2 separate regions of the Sorghum bicolor genome follow, and region 1 is linked to region 2. A link is a contact called in public HiCAR-type data. All regions are on one chromosome and are shown on one strand. Each heading gives the region's core, a stretch centred on a gene start, on an enhancer-like site or on the middle of the called end of the contact. The rest is flanking DNA. Distances are from core to core; before and after follow the strand shown.

Region 1 (2,700 bases), core at 34-2,533, 37 kb after region 2:
TTTTTATTCACACTGTTCCATGACGTGCATGCAAATGGACTGTATTGTGCATCATGCCAATAAGAAGGCCTTTCGGGACAACTGCGAAGGCATAAGCATAACTGCACAGTGATAATGATCTTAAAGGAAGATTAAAATGGTTTTAAGAGAGCATTTATGGTCACAAGATAGCATAAGCAGGATAGTCCATGTCATGTCTTCCCCAGAATTTTTGGACAAAGCAATCTCTACTAAAGCTCATGAAGATATCAGCACAACTGCGAAACTGCCCATTATTTGCTTTATCCAATAAATGTATTAGGGTTAAGTTGAGACACCGTTTGACTAACTTGTCAGGAATCAATTGAAGGTCAAGTTACCAGAACTGTTCAAGCACGGCCTGCGCAGGTACCAAATTATCTGAGAACTTTGCTGATGTTATTTGTACATCAAACTATGAGCTGCAGTTGACTTATTCTTCCCCATAGACTAGGCCTTGCCCCATAATGCAATTCTATAAGCAACGCATGGGTCTATTATTGTACCACATGCCTTCCACAAGACATCAATGAGCAAAATTACACCATGCAAAGTTTGTGGAAGAAATTGGGCACTGTAGAGCATGAAAATACAACATTGAATAGGGAAAAATTGCGCCAAAAAGGCTATGCATGGCACATCCCATCACTTGTTACATGAGCTCACAAGCACAGATAGCAACATGCTACAATCGGGCATTCCAAACAATCAAAATCCATCATTTCCTCCCTTCTTAAGGTGATTCTACCAAAATCCAAAAGCAACTGATAGCCAATCTGTCCAGATTACACAGGTAACCACGCCTAACCTGGCCTCACGGATATATATAGTACCCTATAAACTATACATGAGAGGGGAGTAGGACAAGCAAAGAGCACGAACCTGGCCTGCTCTGGAGCCGGTGCTCCTCCTGCGAGAAGCATCCGCCCATGGGAACCCCCAAGATCACCGGCGGAGCCAAGGCCCGGCCACCCTGGGCAGCTGGCCGGGCTCCCACGGTACAGCAGAGGTGGGAGGGGAGAGGGAGGTGCGTACGCAGGGTCGCCGGCCGGTGCGCGGAGGACGGAGGCGAGGGCGCGAGGCGACTGGCGAGAGGCGGGAGGGGGAGCCGCCGACGCCGCCGCGGAGCCTGGGACTGCCCCTCCGTCGCTGAGGGACCGAGCCTGAGCCGCTGAGCGCGAGTGGGGAAAGGAGCAGAAGATCTGCGCTGAGAGACCGACCCTGAGCGGCGCTGCGAGGAAGATGAGCGTCGGCGCGGCGCTGCAATGAACAGAAGACTATGCGCCGGTGCGTGGGCTTGATGGGCCTCTAAATAAAAGCCCATACAATTCTTTAAGAGGTTCCCATGTATTTATCCTCTATTACTTTCTCTGTTCTAAATTATAAATTATTTTAAAAATATTAGAAAGTTAAAATATTTTCAAGTTTGATCAAAATTACAGAGAAAAATAATAAAATTTATAACATAAAGCGAGTATACTATGAAAATATAATTAAAGCATAATCTAATACTTAGTTGGTATCATAATAATTATTATTTTATTATATAAATTTGGTCAAACTTATAATAATTTGAATCTTCAAGATTTTTAGAATAACTTACAATTTGGGATGGAGGGAGTATCTTCTATTGATTCCATATATTTATAATTAAATTCCTTACTTCACTAGAGGACTGATTTTAACCTCGACTGACGTCTATTAGGCTTACTAGGCTCCTGTCATGGTTTCGCAACGAACCACACAAATAGCTTAGGAATTGGAGATTTAGAAAGAGAAGCAAAATTGAAGACGAAAAATAGAGATAGATTTCTTTAAGGTTTTAGAGTTTTAGTTCTTCGTTACAAAACACAATAGCCTCAAACGTTATATATTAACCCGATTCTTACTTTTGTTTGTAGACATTCTAGAAAAAAAAATCAACTGAGTTTACTATCCACAACTCGTCTGAATTGGTCCAATCCGACAGAAATTATATATTTTTCTCTCTCCTAGCACATCTTGAGTTTTAGGTCTAAGGCCCTGTTTAGTTCCCACCTAAAATTTTTTCATCCATCCCATCAAATCTTTGGACACATGCATGGAACATGAAATATAGATAAAAAAATAAACTAATTACACAGTTTAGTTGAGAATCACGAGACGAATCTTTTAAGCCTAGTTACTCCATGATTAGCCTTAAGTGCTACAGTAACCCACATATGCTAATGACAGATTAATTATGCTTAATAAATTTGTCTTGAAGTTTCCTGACGAGCTATGTAATTTGTTTTTTTATTAGTTTCTAAAAAACCCTCCCAATATCCTTCCGACACATTCGATGTGACACCCAAAAAATTTTCATTGCCAATCTAAACAGGCCCTAAATCTTTCTAGGTAATAGTTGGCATCATATCGTATGTTAAAAAATAGTCAAATTATTTTGAAGGTGTTTGGTTAGTCTCAGCTCTCAACTGTGGCATGCCACGAGTGCAAGCATGTTGTTTGGTTCCAGCTTTAGATGTGGCGGCCACGACCTTTTCTAGTTGAAAAACACGCCACAATTGTGGCACCGATCTCACCGCTGCACTCGCGTGGTATGGCTATCATCAAAGGTGTCTTTTAAGAGTTTCTAAGCATTTAGTAATAATTTAATCACATAGATTAAAAATAGTAAAAATAATTATGAAAAAGTCCCTAAAA
Region 2 (2,700 bases), core at 111-2,610:
GAAACTTGCATGATTTCGCCGCAGGCTTGATCTATTCGTACCTTCTTATTCGCTTTGTTTCTACAGATTTGTTGCCTCGCTCATATGGAACTCCCTCTACCTCGTAGAGTGATTCGCTGTCGGAGTCTGACTCGCTTTCAAGAGCATGATTCGCTGAGGTGGTTGCCTCGAGGCTGGCTGTGACCAGGACAACGCGACAGGTGAGCAATCCTTGCCATGAGCCTAATTGGATGTTTTTTAGAATTCTGCATAATTCGGATGTGACCATACTCTAAATCGATTCAACTAGCTGTTAACATACATTCAAATAGGCCTTTTAGCAGGCAAGAATTTCCCTAGAATTTTGGACAGATGAAAACACTGAGTCCTTGTTTAGTTGGTGAAAAAATTTGGGTTTGACAACTATAGCACTTTTGTTTGTATTTGACAATTATTATCTAATCATGAACTAACTAGGCTCAAAAGATTCGTCTCGCAAATTACAGGCAAACTATGCAATTAGTTATTTTTTATCTATATTTAATGCTCCATGCATGCGTTCAAAGATTCGATGTGACGGGAAATCATGAAAAATTTTGGCAATTTTTTGGGAACTAAACAAGGCTCCCACAGGATTCATGTGCAAACTGTAATAAATGGTTGATGGTTGTGGTTCACATATCCAATCAACAGTTATTCACAATTAGTCTACCATTTGTACAGAGATCACATCATCTGATGATGGTATAGTTGAATTCCAGTTTGTATAGATTGCAGGAGCAGGGCTGTATGTTCCTTACCGGAGATGGACGCTGTCCGCGACATGACTGGGTTCGGCGTGCGGACGCTCCCATACCACCAACTGCTGTCATCCATGGTGTTCTGCTCGTGCACAAACATATCTTTCGTTAACGATGAAACCACAGGCAAGCGCAGCGAACTCTACCTATCTTCTTTGTAAGCAGCAGAGATGCATTTCCAGTTGCAACAGCTGCTGCAACCGCAATCAATCACATTGCTCGTGGCTGGCAGTGCTCACCGATTCGGCGAAACCGACGCCGGGCGAGAACACCACGGCGCTCCCTCCGGGCTCGCCTGGTCCGCCGCACCCGTGATTGCTACGCCCGGCGGCGGCGGCGCGGGCGTCGTCGTCGCCGCTCTCCCTGATGAACGCCTCCAGCTCCAGCTCCGACGCGCACTTCTTCATCCCTCCCTGCCTGCCTGCCTGCCTGCCGGGCGTGCCGCGACAGTTGACGCCGACCGCACCTGCGCCTCCCGTCCCGTCCCCGTCCCGGCGTGGTGGTGTCGCTCGCCGGCGTGCCGTGCCGTGCGGTGCCGATGGTTTTTGAAGGAGCGGGTGGAGGCGCGGACAGAAATCCGGTGGTACGTGGAAAGGTTAGTTGGGTGTGCTGGGGGGGGATAAACCGCCTCGTCAAATGGATGGTGACGCCGGATGACTCGGATCCGCGTCGGCCTTGGCGAGGCAACGACGCCGATGCCCTGGGGCACGCGCGCGCAGCCGTGGTCACCGACAGGCGGGTCCCGCTTCCGGTGGGCCGTGGCTGTCACGGTACGTGGGGTCGGGTTGGACGAGGTGGCGACCCCGACCAGCGCGTATCTCGCGATGAAAGCGAGCGAGGGAGGGAGGCAGGCACGGGGCTCGGGATCCGTCCGCCTCGTGGGCCGTGTGGATGGGGCGGGGCGGGCCCCGCGGCCAGGGCGCCGCGTCCGCGCGGCCACACGATGCGCGCGGGCCTGGTGTGGTGAGTGGGCGATGATGTGGCGCGGGATGACCCGGGGCGGGGGGGCAAGCGACGGAGACGCACTCGTGGAGCTGCGTCGGACGGGACAGCGGCTGCCGCCTGCCGGGCTTTTCGAAGCGATCCTGCGCCAGCGGCGTGACTGGGTGCGTGAGGAATTGGGGGGGTTCGGTGGTCGGCAACGAGGTAAAAAGATCCTGGTGAACTTGTTGTGATCTTCTGGTAGTCCGGCTCCGGCTCTGCTTTTCCGAAAGGCGGTGGTGGCTGGATTGTTTTCGTTATCCCGGGAGGGTGATCGGATCAGATCAGGGTTTACCGACCTACTACTTGATGGGCGATGTATGTTCAGTGGCAGTCAAGCCGTGGCCATTAGCAACAAGAAAAGCACGGGTGACACGCCATATAGGACGGGAGGTCGGTCGGTTGGTTGGTTGGTTGCGTATCGATATCGTGCAAAATTCGAATGCTTCCGGTAGTACGTACAGTAGTAGTTAGGATACTTCCATATGCTAAAAAAAAGGGTACAGATAGAGTCGTGTGTTTGCGTATATAGTTGACCCCCGGGGGATGTAGGATCTCGTTTGTCGACGGAAATTGGAAGAGACTTGTAGCTGTAAGCAATCTATAAGGAAAATATATTCTCAGTTTCGTGTCCAAAGAAATGTTGTACGGTATTACTTTATATGCAGTGTTACGTCTTCAGATATTGTGTTATCGGGTTTCCACATTTTGTTCGGTATATGCGCCACGCGCAGCCAAGCTGGGCCGTGGGCTCTGCTCACCGCTCGGCCGAGCTGGTCGCCGGCCTCCTGTGTCCTCGGCGAAATGTTCGACGGGTTGGGCCAGGATGGGCTTAAGTAGAAACCTTCAAGGCTTCAACTAGATTCAGAGGGGCCTCTCAAAATGCAAATGCTGCAGCAGCAGCCAGCAGGCCAGCAGCGGAGCACTCGGGAATTCCGTG

What was found. HiCAR-type assays count read pairs that join an accessible place to other places.
Region 1: a contact with region 2 is called in a HiCAR-type map of leaf, with 2.8 times the contacts expected there. The contact joins the promoter of LOC8069385 here to the promoter of LOC8069381 in region 2. A contact is called at or near these places in 1 of 4 Hi-C or Micro-C datasets (leaf mesophyll) and 1 of 1 datasets of contacts at active chromatin or transcription factors (leaf).

What each region holds. Positions count from the first base shown.
Region 1 is chr10:56,161,161-56,163,860 of Sorghum_bicolor_NCBIv3, forward strand. LOC8069385 (probable serine/threonine-protein kinase PBL17) reads right to left here and starts at 1,284. Exons shown (of 6, transcript XM_002438757.2): 1 at 901-1,284. The coding sequence starts at 949.
Region 2 is chr10:56,123,596-56,126,295 of Sorghum_bicolor_NCBIv3, forward strand. LOC8069381 (basic leucine zipper 9) reads right to left here and starts at 1,361. Exons shown (of 6, transcript XM_002438753.2): 1 at 1,019-1,361; 2 at 780-861; 3 at 42-177. The coding sequence starts at 1,186.